2 separate regions of the Rattus norvegicus genome follow, and region 1 is linked to region 2. A link is a contact called in public Hi-C data. All regions are on one chromosome and are shown on one strand. Each heading gives the region's core, a stretch centred on a gene start, on an enhancer-like site or on the middle of the called end of the contact. The rest is flanking DNA. Distances are from core to core; before and after follow the strand shown. Region 1 holds the start of Ppp1r3c (protein phosphatase 1, regulatory subunit 3C). Region 2 has its middle 73 kb from the start of Ppp1r3c.

What was found. A called contact is a pair of places that touch in the nucleus more often than the background predicts.
Region 1: a Hi-C map of liver shows a contact between it and region 2, with 4 times the contacts expected there. The contact joins the promoter of Ppp1r3c here to the enhancer-like site in region 2. A contact is called at or near these places in 3 of 12 Hi-C or Micro-C datasets (kidney and liver) and 1 of 1 datasets of contacts at active chromatin or transcription factors (oligodendrocytes).

The regions. Positions count from the first base shown.
Region 1 is chr1:243,876,181-243,879,885 of GRCr8, forward strand. Ppp1r3c (protein phosphatase 1, regulatory subunit 3C) reads right to left here and starts at 2,347. Exons shown (of 2, transcript NM_001012072.1): 1 at 2,246-2,347. The coding sequence starts at 2,259.
Region 2 is chr1:243,804,149-243,807,465 of GRCr8, forward strand. No RefSeq gene overlaps it. Among named protein-coding and RNA genes, the nearest start is that of Ppp1r3c, 73 kb to the right of the region's middle. Within about 2 kb of position 1,828, at least 8 of the 93 cell types and tissues checked have an H3K27ac peak or open chromatin away from gene starts, as enhancers often do. A contact at or near this core is called in liver, where this site is marked.

The DNA.
Region 1 (3,705 bases), core at 1,097-3,596, 73 kb after region 2:
GAAAAAGAGGAGTGGTGATCACCGTGGTCTGCAGCAGTCTCCCCCCTGGCCCCGAATGCGCACGCGCGCGCGCGCGCACGCACGCACGCACACACACACACACACACACACACACACACACACACACACACACACACACACACGTTATTCCGGTGCCGGGAGGTGCTATCAAATGAAGAAAAGGAGAAGAGAACACTCAGGGTGATTAGATCTGCAGTCTAGCTCTGGGCTTGGCAGGCTCCTGGACCCATGCGTAAACTGCCTGAGACACTCGGAGAGGGTTCGGTTTCCCCATCTGAGAAACAAGAGGGCTCGATCTGATCGTGTGTGACACAGCTCTTGGGATTATGTACTCTGTTCTGGGCCAGTGGTTCTTGAACCTGTCAGGTCAACAAGACCTAAGGAGTTTCTTTCCTTTCGAAAAAAAAATTCAGAGTCCTAGGAACCTGAAAATTAGAACCCTACAGTGAAGCTTCCTGGCATCAAACCAGCCAGGTAAAGACATTCTTAAAGCTTCCCCCAAAAGAGTCTATTGGCCAGACAGCTTCTTCCATAATCACAGTCCCAGACAGAGCCGCTCATTCCCTCCGGCTGCTAATTCTTATTTTGGCTCTTGAACGGGTTTTACTTCTCAGGGGAAGCAATCCCCTTGGGAAGAGATAAAAATGAAGCAATTTTTTTAAAGGTCATATTGTCCTTAGAGTGACAGGAGGTGACACTTGTTAAAAGAAAGAATGACATTTGCATTTTACCGCAGTAATCCACATTTTTCACAAATGACCAACGTGACACCAGCCAGTACCTCACAGACTAAAGGTAAAGCTTTAAACGGTCTACATTTCATATAGAAAGATGCCCGTGCCAAGTGCAACTGTAGATAAAATATCTGGCTGCTGGGTTAATAGACTTATTCATGCTGTCCAATAATTACCACTTTACTATAGCTCTGTCTTACAGCCTGCAGTATACATTATAGATACAAAATAAAGTGTAGTTTTAAGAACTGATAACCTGACATTGAACTGTTTTAAAATACACTGTAGATATATGAATTTATAAATACTGAAATCCTACAGGGAGAAGACTAAGATGTCCATTACCTTGGCCTGGTGGAATTACAGTACCTACCGGTTTGGGCTGCTATGGTGTTTCCTATTGTTGGGTAACTGGTATTTACAAGCAGAAAGGCAGTTACAACAGTGCCCATCCAACCAAGAATCATCCACCAAGACTTTTCCTGGCCTTTCTTTCCCTTGAACCACACTCTATTTCCACACTTACGGAATTAAGATTTTCCTCTCCGATTTCCGCCTTATAAGTCAAAGAACATGAAATACAGTAGGTGCCATTTTTGCAGCCTGACTATTAATTGTTTATTCTTTGACAGTTCATATATGACTATAACATACTTTGATCACATATAGAGTCTGGCTGGAAGAATTCTCTTCATACCACCACTAAGCAGAGCACCCTATAAATGGTCACCATCACAAAAGCCCAGTAAAGAATGTACACAGACTCATTTTAATAGCCCTAGGGTTTTTCTGAGAGGATCACAAACTTCCAGCAACAAAAACTCAAGATGTATCTGTCTCACAACGTTAACAGGCAGGATTTGGGGAGAGAGAATTCTTGGACTAAGTCAAGACTGGAGAAGCAACGAAATTTCATGAGATGGTCTTGGTTACCTGGTTGATGGAGCTGTTGTTCGTTTTTATTGGTTGGGCTGTCGTTTTTCTTTTTCACTTCTGCATTTATAGAGAGTTTTAGTATTGGGCTAGTTCCCTGGAATTCTTAGTCCCAGCCAAGAGTTAAAAATAATAGTTTTCTCAAACTCTAAGACTGAATATTCTATGGCAAGCCAGGATAAGGAAAATGGGAAAAGAAATGCAAATCCTCCTGGAACTTTTGCTGCAGACTAAACTACCCCACCGCAATACATGGGTGCAAACTAAGCTGCCCCCCAAGTGCTTGGATCTTTGAGCTCAAAGGCAACAGTCACTTCAGCAAAGGGAATCGCAGCTAAAGCTGACTCACTAAGGCAGTTTCTGCTTTGAGATGTAGATTTCCCAAAACAGGCACTAAGAAATACAACTCTAAGTCCATCCCTTCAAGGCCTCCGGGACAATTAAACTCAGCCATCAACCTGGGAGTCTCCCATCTGCAGAGAAGGCAAAACCACAGAAGCCCCCAAAGTCCCCGCAGCTTCGGGTTCCCCTCCAATAGGGCGCGGAGTTGCACGTACCTGGTGCAGCTCATTGGACCGAGAGGCAGTGGCGACCGCGACAACCGCACCCAGCGCAGCTTCGCACCACGCACTTAGCGGATGCAGCGCCGCGGTCAAGCCCGCCGACTGACCGCAGGCAAGCGGGGAGGCAGCTTATCAGAGCCCGATCACGTGAGCTGGTCCCTCGGACCAATCAGAGGCCCGATTCCCCGGCCAACCGCTGCGCAGCTGGGGCACGAGCCCCTGTCCCTGGAACGTGATCACCGCGGGGCTGGATGTGACCAGAGCGTGCTGGAAGGCGGCCGCAGTGTCCGGGAGCCCTGGGCCAGCGGGACCCAGGCGTGTTCCTGGAACCTGGCGTGCAGCACGTAGCTCACGGCTCGCAGCTGGCCTTCTGCAGCTTATGCGAGCCTGGCGGGGTCTTCTATGGAAACGCGTGGGTCTGTGCAGAGTTGAATCTGAGCTCAGAAAGTTGTGGCTCCACCCCTTGTCTGTGAATTTTGAAATGCTTGTGGTGCTCCTTGCGTTGTGTATCCAAGCACCCTTGGCCCAAGCAAAAAAAAAAAAAAAAAAAAAAAAAGTTGGCTGGCTCTTCTTCCTACACAAATAAAGCCTCAGAACCACCCAAATGTTAAGAAAACACATGAGCCGGTGAAACGAAGTGGCCCAGTGTTCTCTTCCCTCTGAAGACAGAGGCAGAGAGCCAGCCTGTACAGCTTAGCAAGACTCTGCATCTAAATAAGCAAACCGACACTATGCTGATCTATTCAGCTTTCTCCTTGGAAGAGAGAACTATAGGCCAACACGAAGTTACTGTCCTTGCTCTTTGTCACCAGACACAGCAGATAGCCCAGATCCCTAGACAGAGTTCTGACTTCCCTAGGCAGAGTTCAAAGTCACAGTTCATCTCACGCTTTCTCTGAGATTTCCTTCTTTTCTTTTGGAGCTTGAAGGGACCATATCTGTTGTACCATTAAAAACTATGAAGTCCGACCGGCTGTGATGGAGCACACCCAGCATTCCGGAGGCAGAGTCTGGCAGATCTCTGTGAGTTCAAAGCCAGCCTGGTCTACAGAGTGAGTTCCAGGGATTACACTGAGAAACCCTGGGGGTGGGGGTGGAGGGGGCTATAAAATTAGTCAAACGCAAATGTCTTCTTCTTTTGCTCTGTTTTTGTTTTGAGATTTTAATATAATTACATCATTTCCCCCTTCCCTTTTCTTCCTCTAAACATTCCTATGTATGTTCCTGGTTCTCTTTCAAATTCATGGCCTCTCTTTTTTTCTAATTGTTAATATATGCGTTATGTGTACAGATTATTTTTACAAGCCCATGGCCTAGCTCTGCTCGGTTACCCAGAAGCCAATCAAAACGTGCAAAAATTTCCTCTGCCATTTAACTGTCAAACACTAGAATTGTTGCAGTAAAGAAAAAGCAGTCCATGCAATGGGGTGGAGACGCGGCGGCTCAGACGTTAG
Region 2 (3,317 bases), core at 578-3,077:
ATGCTGTAGGATGGTTGGCTGTATATCTAGTCTGACAGCCAAAGCAGCTTCATTGAAACATTGCCAAGTATCTCTAGGGGACAAATCTCACACACACACACACACACACACACACACACACACACACACACACACACACATACACAGGGTCGAGGGGTAGAGACAGGGATCAATGACTACAAACAGTTGATTGGCTATAAATTAAAATTCACATTCTTTGGTTCCTAGTCTTACATAAGCTTTGTCCAGTCGTTTGCTTGTTTGTTTTTTTTTAACTTCAGCCATCAAATGTTTATTGAGTAACTATAGACTGGTAACTGTGATGTTGATGCAAAACAAACAAACAAACAAACAAACAAACAAACACTCCCACAACTTTCACAGATTTGAGTGATCCTGGCCCTAGAATGTGGGTTCAGGTTGCTGTAGAAAACTCGTTCTCCTGTGGAAGTGCTTGTAAGAGAGCCTGTTAGCTAGCTAACACAGAAAGTCACAGATCCATCGTTTACTGAATACACTGGTAGAGCCACAGATCGATGTGTAAAGGCAGAGTGGAGCACACTCTGCTATAGGTCTGATGACTTCTTGGCTTTTGGATTGGGGGAAGCTCGAGGTCTGCTAAAAATACTTGCAAAGCTTTGATAGCTACCAGGGTGTTGGGTTGGGAACAGGATAGTGGTGAGTTGCTTTCAAAGGGGACTAAAAATAGCCCAGGATAAATCAGCTCTGGTCTATATTTAACACCCTATAATGATGAAATTCAGTCACTTGGTCCTGTAGAATTTTTAACACCTCTTAATTCCCTTTTTTCTGGGCTATGCTGGCTAGGTTTATGTCAGCCTGACTCCATCTATAGTCATGTAGGAGGAGGTAACCTCCACTGAAGAAATGGTCCCCACCAGAGTGGCCTGTAGTCAAGTCTATGGAGCAGTTTCTTGATTGGTAATTGACAAGGGTTGGGGGCACAGATCGAGGTGGGCTGTGTCACCTCTGGGAAGGCAATTGTGGATAATACAAGAAAACAGACTGGGCAAGGCATGCAGAGCAAGCCAGTAAGCATCGTCCTTCCATGGCCTCTGATTCAGTTCCTGCTTCCACATCCCTGCCCTTCCTCCCCGGATGATGGAGGGATGCTGTAACCTGAAATAAACCCTTTCCTCACCTTCAAGTCATTTTTGATCATCATGTTTTTCATGGCACTAGAAACCCTAGCTAAGACAACACTAATAGGTATATTTTAAGTCAATAATTATAATGTAACATCTACTTCCCAGTCTCTCTCTCTCTCTCTCTCTCTCTCTCTCTCTCTCTCTCACACACACACACACACACACACACACACACACGCATGCACACAAAAGGAAGGGGTAATCCTAGTTTTTATCTGATTACTTGTCTTCTATAAACACACCAGTCTCATCTCAAACAGCTTCATTACACCTCCATACTGCCCTGAGAGAGGGGAGAGAGAAAGAGAGAGAGAGAGAGAGAGAGAGAGAGAGAGAGTGTCACTTGGTGTCCTTGGTCTTCCTTGGAGTGAACCACTAAAGTACACACCATCCAAAGACTCCAAGTCCTCTCTAACCCTATACCAGCAGCACAAATGCCAGCCCTCAGAAAGGAATGCTTAAGCTCTTTGTGGGTGTCCATATCCTAGCTGTAATTAACCCCAGTCCTGCCCAGCTGCTCTCAGTCCTCTTTACCCAAACTGGTCTTCAAGCATATTCTGTGGCCAGCCTCAAATCAGGTTGCTGGCACAGTCCCTGGGTATTGACCTATTCAAAGATTATAAGTGAGCAAACAGAAGCATGTTAATTTTTAATTTCACTTTGATTGATCAGACTTCCTCTTTGTCCTCTAACAAGACACACACAACAGCCCTTGCCCTACATTGAAAGTCCACTGATTCGGCCATCCTGGCTTTTCAACACAGCACTCATTTTGGTTTGGCTGCTGCCATTTTAGAGAATTAGGGAGTTTCTGAGTTGAGCATCTACACTGAACAGCTTAATATTCTTAATGAAAGCGGAATACACAGGGCAGAGAGATATGAGGCTTGGGCTTTGGAGCAGAGATGAGGAGTGCCTTCTAACAGAGACTGAGCATTTCCACCACCCCTAGTTTAGAATATGACACTGCCAATCTCAGACACCCTCACATCCACATCGGAGGGTGATTTTAACACCCTGCAACACCAGGCAAAAACCTGCTGAGATGTATCCATTCCCTCACACAAGAGCTCCACTGTCTGTCGAGCCCTTAGGTTCACATAACTGTCACACCATGCTGGGAGGTAATTGTCAGCTTCCTCACTTAAGTGGAGAGCCAGCCATCATTTTTTTTTCCTTTTTGAGGCTGAAGTGGTTTGGGTATGAAAGCCACATTTAGCCCAAGTCAGGAAAGGCAACAGGAGCATTTTCCTCATCTGGAGGGAATACCGGCTTCTGTGATCATCTATTTGTCTGCCCTGACACTAACTGCAGAGAAAGAAAATAATTCTAAAGCTGCCCTTTGCAACCTGGAGCCATTTCTCTGTTGGAGATGTCTTTCTAAACCGAAATAAGAAGTACAGTCGGGGCCTAAGTGCGACTTAAATGCTGGAGACCCACTGAGCAGAGATTCAGTCAGCCATTTTAAATAATACACTCCAGAACTGACTAGACGTCTGTGTGTGCGCGCACACACACACACACACACACACACACACACACACACACACACGCACGCAAGCACGCATTCGTGCTTTATTCTTTTTTTTTTTCCGGAGCTGGGGACGGAACCCAGGGCCTTGTGCTTGCTAGGCAAGCGCTCTACCACTGAGCTAAATCCCCAACCCCGCATGCTTTATTCAAAGATATTAGCAAGTGACTGAAAAAGAGGGTGGAGAGGTTGTGTTCAATGCATAGAGGAGAATCCGCCCCATTATGCAAGCGTCACAGAACTTGAAGATTGAAAGGAAGCTAAGAAATCAGTAAACTGGGGCCTGCAACCTTTCTCTGAGGAGCTTGTTCTCAATTCCCCTAAATTTTATGATCACAAAGACATAACTCATTCTTAGTGTAGTGGGAGAGAATGGGTTCGGTTTTCCTGAGCACGCGATGCTATCATCTACCAGTTCTGAGATTTCCTGGGCCTGCCATTGCTGCGGTGACATTTCTGTGGAGAAGCAGCCCCACGGTGTCTCCCTCCCAGTGGCCATACCTGTTAGGGAAGTGCCTCATAAATGCTGTCTTCCTCCTGGATAGTTGCAAGGTTCATCTCCAGAGTAAATTCTGAAAACTAACCTTCGCTGTAAGAAACGCCGTCCGTGACCTCCG